Regions from separate parts of the Strix aluco genome. Here region 2 is linked to region 1. Evidence: chromatin contacts called from public Hi-C data. All regions are on one chromosome and are shown on one strand. Each heading gives the region's core, a stretch centred on a gene start, on an enhancer-like site or on the middle of the called end of the contact. The rest is flanking DNA. Distances are from core to core; before and after follow the strand shown.

Region 1 (5,163 bases), core at 1,798-4,297:
AGATCAGAGTATGCAGAGGGCCACCAACACCAGACTGCTCTCCTTCCCAACTGGCTTTTTCTGCCCCACGCATCATAATCCAGTTTAGATGTGAAAGCCTCGGCAGCCCATGAGGAACATACTCTCCATCCACTACCTCTTGCACCCCTTTGAGCAGATCCTTTGGAAGAAGCTGTGTGAAGACCCCACAGGCTGGCATGGACAGTGGGTGTCTGTTGGGCATCCTCCAACTACGCTACAGGAGTTTGAGACTCAAAACCTGGCAGGGGGGGATGACTTTCTTCAGCTTCTGTGTGCTATTAGAACTTCACTCCTTGATAATGGGTCTGATAGCGCTGCAGGTAGTAAATTCTGAGTCTATGTAACTACTTGCAGTGAGTGACACAATTGAGTTATGTGATACAGAAGTATCTCCCTTCCGTAACTTTGAAACATGCACTTGTCAAGATTCTTTGTGAGGTAAGGTGAGAAAAACCAAAGCTCTACTCTGCTTCATGCAGTCCTTCACGTTCTCATGTTCCCTTCTTGACTTTTCCCTTTCCCAGAAAACAGCCCCAAAGTTTTCCATGTGTAGTCCTATTGGTTTTGATTTCCTCTACTGCTTCTTATTCCTGCCCCTCTCTCCTCCTTTGATTTAGACTGCTGCTGGAGTACTGCAGATGCTCCCTTATCCCTGCCTTCCTGCTGCTGCTTTTTAGATGACGTACTTGTATTTGCCCGCCCTTCCACTATTTGTCTCATCCCTCCCCTCTCACAAGTCTATGCTGCACACAGGGCAAGACCATGTGCCAGGAGGTTAAAGCACCTCTGCTTTTTTATATTCCCCCTGCCTCTCCAGCAAACAGTAAAACACAGCAACTGAGGCCCTGAAATGTAGCTTTTTTCAAAAAAAGATGGCAGTACTTGGCAAACTCCACACTCACTCTAAAATTGTTACTGTGAGGAATGTGTTATTCTTATGCTGTGACCCACATATACCAGCTCTCTGAGATGAGGGGTAACAATATTTCTTGACATTTGCTTCCCACTCTGCTTCCGTTACTAAAACAAAGCAGGGAGAAACTACTAACGCTGAACGTTTTCAGGACATACGTTACACCGATTTTTACATGAGTACTTAAAAATACATTCAAAATGAATGAATAAAAACTTGCTTTGTCAGGCTGTAAGGATGAGGGAGGGGAAAAATCTTCTGTAGATAATCATAGGCCTTAACATGGTAGAGGTGTAGAATACAAGCAAATTGCTTCATTTCTGGTGAATATTCTGTCATCTGCCTCCACCTGTGCAAGTCGCAAGGCAAATCTGCTTAAAAAAAAAAAAGTAGGTCAGTTCAGTGAAGCAAATAAATAGGTGATACCAGAGGGATGCAGAATACAAGACAGCAGTGTGGGCTCTGGAATCACAGTCCTGAGTTGCATAAAGCGTACAGCTCAGCAATACTATCACTGTTCAACACTATCCTCTTTTCCTATCTGATGTTATTCCACAGTTTTGAGTAAAGACTGTGTTTTAGATGGGGGTTCTGCTTAAAAATTGACATGACAGGAGAGAAGCCATTAACTTATGGTTGACCCTGCAATTTGAAATGGCTTCTTCGGGTTCTATTACTCATGTGAACAGAGCTTGCTTCTGGACAGCACAAAAGACAAGGGGAATATTTTCTTGAGTCCTCTATCAGCTGAAGGGTGGCACGGTTTGGTTCAACAGCCTTGGTTACAGGTCTGACCTGAGCACCATAACCAGCCTCAAGGAATTGAGTTTTTTCAAGGAGATTTTAATTCTTTTCCGAATTGGCTGCTGTGTCCCAGAGCTTCAAATCACACGGCCTCCACGCTCCAGCCCCAGACCTAGGAATGAGGGGTTCTGTGTACCGTGAAGTCAAACAAGTACCTAAAACGGGGTGGGGGAAGCACGCACCCCGAAGCGCTCTGCCTTAGCAACCGCCCCCAGCAGTACCTGAGAACTGGGCCTGCAGCAAACTCACGGTTTCCTCAGAAAGCTGCTGCTTGTCCGCCAGCTCCCGGAGGACGGTCGTCACCGTTCTGGGCCGGGGGGCGGCGGGGGAGCACGGCCCGGCCGCGGGGAGCTGCTGCTGCTGCGCGGCCTCCGGCACCGGCCGCGCCTCGCCGCCCGCCGCCCGCTGTCCCCTCAGGCTGTAGTTGTGGTCCCCGGCGGGGGCGCTGGCGAGGGGCTGCTTCAACGCCCGGCCGGGGGGGCCGCTCCTCCGGCCGGCGCCCAGCGGCTCCTGGCGGGGAAGAGAGAAGGGGAGGCGGGGGGCAGCCGGTCACCGCACACCGGCGCGGCCCGGCCGAGGGGGGGGTCGGGCGGAGCGAGGGTGATCCCCGCACGCACCGGGGGGGAGAAGCGGGAGGGCACGGCCCCCCGGCGCAGCTTCCGCCGCAGCCCGTAGCGCTCGAAGTCGGTCTCGGCGAAGTGCCGCGAGCAGAGGATGGCCCCGGGGCCCGGCCGCCACGCCCGGCGGCTCCGCGGGTCTACGCGGTTCACGGCGCGGATCCACTCGCGGCGCTGCACGGCGTCCACCGGGAACCTGCGGAGAGAAGGGAGTGGGAGGCGGGAGCGGGAGGCGCGGGCGGGGTGCGGGGGCCGGCCGCACTCACTGGTGGAAGGAAATACCACGCTCCCGGCTCCGCCCGTTGTCGCGAGCGGTGCAGCCCAGGGCCGAGCAGCTCCGCGTCATGGCCGCCCCGCCGCCGCGGCCCGCCGCGACGCCCCGCCCCGGAACTGCGCCCGCCCATTGGCTACCACCGCCCGCTCGCTTCCTCCTTTCCCATTGGCTCGCGAGCTGCCACTCCCGGGCCTTCCCGTTGGGAACTGCTTCCCCATTGGGCGCGGCGGCCGCCCATGGCCTTGAGGCAGTGCTGCACTTCCGCCTCGGCTGACGTAAGCAGAGAAGCGTGGCCGGAACGGGCAGGGAACCCAGCCAACCGCTAGCAGGGATGAGGGGAGAAGCAGCCAATGACAAGCGGCGATCCTCGCAGCCAATGGGAGCAGCGCTCCCAGCCTGTACCTATGGGGGGGTGGGGCGGGTAGCCAGGGTTGTCTTTCCCGCCGCGCCGTGAGGGGTATCTGCAGCGGCCCAGGGGTGTCCGGTGGCGGGGCCGCTGCTCGCCCGCAGCCTCGTCCGGGCGGGAGCCGCAGCCGCACCATGGGGCTGGGGCAGCGCCCGCCGCAGGCGCAGCGTCTGCCCGCTGCTGAGCGGCAGCGGAGTCTGGCGGCGGGAGGCGGTAGCGGTGGGGCTGTGCTCTGAGAGGTGGGTGGGTGGGGGGAGCCGCGTCCTGAAGCGCCCCCCGAGCCGGGCTGTGGAAGCCGTCGGGCCGCGGCGGCTGAGCCCTTTAGCTCCCGCGTGTGGGTGCCCGCACACCCCGCCCCGCCGCCGCTCGTGGGTCTGGCCGCTGTCCGATGATGAGCCTCACTGCTGTTCACATCATGATGGCGCCGTGATTACTGCCGTTGAGCTGAGGAGGACAGGCGGCACCAGACACCCCACACACCCCCCCCGCCGCCTTGCCGGCGCTTTCTCCCCGTTCCCCTAAACCCCAGCGGGGCGGCCGCCCCTAATGCCTGTTTCCCTCTTCCCTAGGGCCGATCGCTGCTCCTGCCCCGAGAAACCCCGAGGAGACCCCGAAGGAGGAGGACGCTGCCCCACCACTTCCCCCCACTCGTGGCCCGCCCCCCCCTCGCTTCCCGCGCAGGGAAAGGTGGAGCCCCGCTCCCCGCCGCCCGGAAGACGCGGGGCGCGCCCGGAAACCGGCGGCGAGCGGGAGGCGGGGACGCGGCTGCCACGTTGGAACGGGACGGGACGGGGACGCGGCGGTGAGGTGCGGGGGGAGCGAGGGAAACCGTCGTTTAACACCTTTTTTCCTTCAGTTCCTGTCGGAAACAGGGCGTAGGCGCTGGTTGACGAGGCGACCGGCGGGCGCTGGCCGCGCACGGTGTTTCCGAGGCGGGGGGAGCCCCAGGGTGTTGAAAAAAAGACCCAGAAAGGAGACGGTGGAGGCTCGTGAACCGTTTTCCGTTCTCTGATCTGGCTGGTTGCGGAGGGTATTTGGCGGCAGGGGTCTAACGAGGGTTTTCTCGAGGATGGGTTTGTTTTATGGGTTAAGACTGGAAGCTGCCGTAGGGTGCCCGATGTGTGCCGCGATGCAGCTAGAAGACGATTTTTCAGAGCAGTTGAAGCTTTGCTCACGTTGTCCTGTTTTATGGTCTGTTCAGCAGCTATCAGTTTCCTCTAAGTGTCAATGTTATTCTGCCAACAGAGAATTATTCCTTCTCTTCCCCCTGGGTCTGCTCTGGAAAGGATGGCTTAGGTGTCTGTCCATCTGTGGGACTTCTTTAGGAAAACGATCCCCCTGGCAGCTTTTGCCAAGTCCTAATGCAGCTGCTGTATCCGTGGCAGCGCAGTCTCCCCGTGCTCCATTTAAGCATTAGCTTTCTTGGTTTTATTTTTTAGCAAAATGAAGCTGAAGGAAGTTGATCGTACTGCCATGCAGACCTGGAGCCCTGCCCAGCAGCACCCCATTTACCTGGCCACAGGTGAGTTTCTGGGAAGCATGTGCTAGCAGGCCTCAGGCTGTGTGTGGTGGCTGCCGTGAAGCAGTCATAATTTTGGACTGCCCAGGGCATGGGTGGAGTCCCCATCCCTGGAGGGGTTGAAGAGTCGGGTTGACCCAGCGCTGAGGGATCTGGTGGAGTTGGGAACGGTCAGTGTGAGGTTCATGGTTGGACTGGATGATCTTCAAGGTCTTTTCCAGCCTAGATGATTCTGTGATTCTGTGAAAGTTGTAGGAGTTATTTCCTGTTCTGAAGGCTGGAGCGGGGTATATGGTGTAGTCCCTTTGGTGGAGATCTCCAGTTGTGCTGTGCGTGCAAACACACTTTGCGTTCTGCAGGTGACAGCAAGCATCCTCTTTCTGCTGGGGTAGAGTGACAGCAATCCTAACCACTGGTTCACTTTCCCTTGCTGCTTGTTTGTAACTTTGATCACTTTCTGAGCATTGTCAGGGAGAGTGGCGCTTGCCCGAAGCTTTTCCTGTTCATCTTGGTTAAGAAACCCCCAAAGGGGGAATCACGGGGAGGAGAATTACATAGAAATACATCTAAATAACAGAAACCTGACCCTGTCTCGGGGTCCTTTTTGCA
Region 2 (5,371 bases), core at 2,678-5,177, 140 kb after region 1:
ATGTATTCGTATGTACTTCTTGCGTTCCAGGAAAATGTTTATTGGAGGCCTCAGCTGGGACACTAGCAAGAAAGACTTGACAGAGTACCTCTCTCGTTTTGGCGAGGTTGTGGACTGTACGATTAAAACAGACCCGGTCACTGGGAGGTCGAGGGGGTTTGGGTTCGTGCTCTTCAAGGATGCTGCCAGTGTGGAGAAGGTGGGTGGATTTCTGCTGGATCGATGGCACAGAGCCTGCCTGTGTCACCGTAGCGATCTGAGACTTTGTTTCCTTGTGTGCTTCTTAGGTGTTGGAACTGAAGGAACACAAACTGGATGGGAAGCTAATAGATCCTAAAAGGGCAAAAGCCCTAAAAGGGAAGGAGCCACCAAAAAAAGTGTTTGTTGGTGGGCTGAGTCCAGATACATCTGAAGAACAGATTAAAGAGTACTTTGGAGCTTTTGGCGAGGTATAGTATAATGGCATATAAGAACAGTTCTGGTTTTCAAGTGCAGTGTTGCCTCTGTCTTAAGATGGAATAATTTTTGAGGAGAGAGCTGGGTCAGACTTACATAAAACTAGGGATTGTTGAAACTGTAGGTGTATTGATGATTCCGTAGCGTTGCAATGGGCTGATTTGCAGTCGGCAAAGATGTTGGGCTGCTGAGTAGTTCTGGTAGCATTAAAAATTGCTTACGGATTTCATGCATTATAGTTACTTTTGATTTCAGATTGAAAACATTGAGCTTCCCATGGACACAAAGACGAATGAAAGGAGGGGCTTCTGTTTTATCACTTACACAGATGAAGAGCCAGTAAAGAAGTTATTAGAGAGCAGATACCATCAAATTGGTTCAGGCAAGGTATGGAGGCTCTTGTTCTTGGCATGTGAAATAGACTATTTCTGTAGACTTCTGTGAAAGCAACTCAGAAAATGGTCTTGAAATTTTGGCGAGTTAACAATTCTCTCTCTCTTTACAGTGTGAGATCAAAGTAGCACAGCCGAAAGAGGTATACAGGCAACAGCAGCAGCAGCAGAAAGGAGGAAAAAACAATGCAGCTGGTGGACGAGGAGGCGGAAGGGGGCGTGGACGGGGTGAGTGTTTTGGATGTTGAAATTAATCTAAACGCTTAAGTGTCTGTACCAAACACTGAGGTCTTGGTTGATACTCTCAAGTTTTGAGCTGTGTGCAAATCTCATGTTTAAATTGAACATGGAAAGTAGCCTGTTAGTAAATGGTATTTTGGTGGTTGTGACTGCTTGTGGAAGCTTCAGAATCTCTGCTTGCATTCAAGTGGTGAAGTGGCAAGCTGGGTGTAGGGTGCTTCTGTATACCCACAGCTGACAGCATAGCTACATGTATAGGGCAGTTAATCTTCCACGTGAAGGGATACACTGCTATTTGGCTCGTGGTTGAGAAGCCACAAGCTGCTCACTGAAGAGGAAGACAGTCACTTTGCTACACCTTGCAAATAGATGAAAAGCAGGCAGCTGTCGTGTTACAGGTTAATGCATCTCAGTCTTAAAGTCAAGCAGTCAGAACCAACACAAAGCAGTAAAACTGATCCTGTGCTGTAACTTGGTTTTCAGACAATTAATGATCCAAAATGGAAGTTAAAGGAAAACAGCAGGAGCTGCTGTAGTGCATGCCTTCAGTGTTGTGTTTTGTTTTTCCTGACTGTTTTATGACCAGAACTACCTGCTATCTTTCTCTAACATTGTTGTGGGTAATAGGATCTTATGACTCATATCCAAATGAGATTCCTCAGTTGTTTTTAGACTATTATTTTTCTTAGATTCTTGGGAAGGTAAGAGGATTCTTCCAGGTAATAGTTCTGGCATAGAAAAATTGCTGTAGAAAGTTAGATCAAGTGGCACAGGAGAGGAGTGAAATAATGTTCTGTAACTTATAAATGCTCTACTTGGTTTCAGGTCAGGGACAAAACTGGAATCAAGGATTTAATAACTACTATGATCAAGGATACGGAAACTACAATAGTGCTTACAGTGATCAAAGCTACAGTGGCTATGGAGGATATGACTACTCTGGGTACAACTATCCCAATTACGGATATGGGCCAGGATACACAGATTACAGTGGTAAGTGGTTTTGATCTCATTCCAGATAAGAATAGCATGCATCTTTAAACAGGGGATGCCCTTAGTAACTTGTTCTGTAACACCTCTTACTCCTAATACACGGCTCTAAAGAGTAGTCCTGTTGGTGTACTGTATGGGAACAATCTCCTTCAGAGTGTTGGATGTTAATGCTTTTGCTTTTTCCCCCCACCCTGTGTTATCTGCAGGTCAACAAAGCACATATGGAAAGGCATCCCGTGGTGGCGGCAATCACCAAAACAACTACCAGCCGTACTAAAGCAGTACCTAGTACTTGAGGAAACAGGTGTGTACATGAGTGCAAGGTCCACTCTGAGTATGTCTAATCTAATTTAAAGATCAATAGACAAATGAAGAGTAAAAACTTGTGTAGCATGACTTTTCCTTTAATTAAGCTTTTGTTAACTTAAAAAAATACTTTTTTTTAAAACCAGCTTTGCCTACAGTGTCTATAGATCTTTAACTTTGTAAAAATGTGACTTTATCTTCTTTAGTACTTCAGAAAAACATAAGAGTTTTTCTGTTTTGCGTTGTGTACCAGGTGGTCTAGAGGAATAATTAAACTTATTAGAAGTATTAACAGGTAAAGTACTGAAATGGGTACAACTTAAGGAAAACAAGAATGTTGTCTTCTAACTCTGACATTATACCTTGTTTGTACCCGCCAGCGGGAACTTCATTGCAGGCCGTGTGTCACCCTGACCACGTCTATCTCTGGGGTCGCACGTTGCAGGCAGAGCGCAAGGCATACACCAGAAAACGCTGTCCTGTGGTATGGTCTCTTCCAACTTCATGTACCAGCGTAAAGATTAAAGTGGAAAACTTCAGACTTTGGCTTCTTTTTTTTAATCTTTTTGGAGATTAAGTGTCTTAACTTAAATGGTTTTTTACAGGAGTTAAAGTACATAAATGCCTTTACAGCTTAATCATTTGGTCTTCTGTTTAGTGTTGTATTTCAATTGTGGAACCTCATTTTAAGTGTGCATTCTTTAAGATTTAATGCTTGCTTTTTTCTTTTTATAGCTAATAGTGAAATCTGCAAACCAAAACGAACTTTTAAATCTGGAAAAACATTAAAGATCATACGCATGTGGACTGTTTGAACTAAATCAACCTGCCTTGTGTTTGCACAGCAGTCATTTAAATGGGATAAATAATCAGAAACCCTTTTGGCAGTGTTTCCAGTGGGGGAAAAAAACTGATCCAGAGCCTGATTAATAGTCTAAATTGGATGTGTGTTGTGTTCTGGAGCAGCTTCCTAAATGGGCTGAATGGATATATTTGGGAAGTCAAAATTACTGATGGGTAACAAAACCTCTTGTGTTACCTTCATAAATATGCATATGATCTTTAACAGTGAAGAAAGGAATATATAGAAGACTTAAAGCAGTTCATGAAAATGGACCTTTTAACGATTCTTGTAGTAACTTGCACAGACCTGACATATATTTTGTCTTGATTTTTAGGTAGAGATACTGCAACAAAGCCATCTTGCAGCGCATCGTGAATGGTGGTCTTCATGAGAGGAAATGGCTATTTTGTAAAAGACTTTTAGTGTATGACACAACTGTGTCCAACTGTACATAGCGGCTGACTAGTTTTCTTTTATGGTTTTTACTTTTTCTTTTTGCCATTCATGTTATGAGACAATGTGGACTTGTGTTTATACAAAATTTATTTGTATAATTTCATGTTAAAGGATTCTCTAATAAATGCTTACTTAAGTGAATGTGTAGTCCTGCTGTTTGCTGTCAGTTCAGCGGTATAACTATACTTTTACTTGTATAGAAGGGCAGGTACCTTTCTGGAGATCATAAATGACTCAAGACAAGGTTGCTGCGTATGCAGGTCAGTACAACGCCCTCCTCCTGACCTGTCCTAAGAGCACACTATAGTGCCTTGAGTTAACAGCACTGTGGAAGATGACAAAGTCTGCAGAAAAGAGGAGGGGGGTGTGTGTGTGTGGCACAATACCCATTTCCTGCATCTCAAGGGAGGGACCTAAAACTACAGCAGCACTGTTTTAATGCTGATAGCAGTGTTTGAGGGGTTGGAGGGTGAGATCTATATTGCATTTCTAGGTTTTTTCAAGCATGTAGGTTCTAGAATACTCAAGGCTATAACTTAACTACTTCCCTAGAGCAATTGCTCCCCATCTATTCCAATTCCAAGCAGGAGATTACAAGTTCCTGAACTTCAGGGTCAGCACCTAGTTTCTGTACAAGTTGGGATCTATTCCTTCAAGTTGGATTCTGTGCTGGACAACTGAATCAGAAAACAGCTTTCCCATGTTGTGTATACTGATAAGCAATGTAACAAAAATGTGAACAAATGATTGTTGAAGGGAAACTAACCAGCAGGTTGTCTCCTGAAGAGAACAGTTGCAGTGGGTAAGTGGACATACACATTCTGTCTGAGGCCAAAAGACTTAAGTTTGTTGGGTTTTTTTCTCAGCACAAGTATCTAGATGTGCATCTGAAATAAACCTGGCTTGTTAGAAAAGTGAAATGTGGGGAGCTACTTCACAGGGGAGATGCCTTGCAAACTTGAAGGGAGTAGTCTGGGTAGGGGTTTCTCTGAAAGTTTCCAAAGTGTAATTTTGGTGTTTATTTCTCTCTCAGGCAGCTGGGTATTTTATTTTGTTCTCCTGTTGTACAGGAGTGCTACATGCCAAAACTGCTATGGGTTAAGCAGTTCCTAGACCTGGAGAGGTTCCTGTCACCTTAGCAATTAGGTTGGATGAGAGAAGACTCTGACATCGCTGGCTACAAACTAAAGAGACCGGTGCCTGGCCGTGGAGAAGCTGCAGCGGTATGTATGTGACTTTATTCCCAACTTTTCCAAGTGCAGCCGGATGCAGGAGCCAGTAGTGAGCAGTGCCTCCAGATGGCTGTGAGCACAGTAAAGCCACTAGGACAGGGCTTTGCTGTTGCACTTTTTTGTTAATATACAAAAACTCACTTGTTTAAAAGTCAAGTTTTACTTCAATCTGTAGAAATTTGTTTTAAATTTAAAAGCGGCTTTTTTTTTTTTTTTGGTGAAAGCTTTCTGTCGGCACTCTCAGGCCCCGGATGCTCCGGGCGGTGGGCACAGGGTGTGAGGTACCTGCGGCCACCCGCCAGCCCCCCCGCCAGCGCTGCGGCCCCGGGCCCCGACCGGCGGGAGCAGGCAGCGGGGCGCGCCCCGCCGCGCGGCCTCCCCGGGCAGCCGAGTCACATGACCGTGCCCGCCGCCCTCCTTCCGTCCGCCATTTTAGGTTGGGTCGGTGGCGG

Evidence for each region. A called contact is a pair of places that touch in the nucleus more often than the background predicts.
Region 2: a contact with region 1 is called in a Hi-C map of heart, with 6 times the contacts expected there. The contact joins the promoter of HNRNPD here to the promoter of SEC31A in region 1. A contact is called at or near these places in 2 of 2 Hi-C or Micro-C datasets (brain and heart).

The regions. Positions count from the first base shown.
Region 1 is chr4:85,379,623-85,384,785 of bStrAlu1.hap1, forward strand. It overlaps SEC31A (SEC31 homolog A, COPII coat complex component), which reads left to right and starts at 3,048. Exons shown (of 30, transcript XM_074823915.1): 1 at 3,048-3,274; 2 at 3,605-3,837; 3 at 4,475-4,557. The coding sequence starts at 4,479. It overlaps THAP9 (THAP domain containing 9), which reads right to left and starts at 2,744. Exons shown (of 5, transcript XM_074823901.1): 1 at 2,622-2,744; 2 at 2,356-2,529; 3 at 1,960-2,248; 4 at 1,155-1,305. The coding sequence starts at 1,273.
Region 2 is chr4:85,516,328-85,521,698 of bStrAlu1.hap1, forward strand. It overlaps HNRNPD (heterogeneous nuclear ribonucleoprotein D), which reads left to right and starts at 3,928. Exons shown (of 8, transcript XM_074823928.1): 1 at 3,928-4,910. It overlaps HNRNPDL (heterogeneous nuclear ribonucleoprotein D like), which reads left to right. Exons shown (of 9, transcript XR_012623236.1): 2 at 31-199; 3 at 288-449; 4 at 712-843; 5 at 962-1,076; 6 at 1,914-2,081; 7 at 2,288-2,385; 8 at 2,768-2,871; 9 at 3,566-3,828.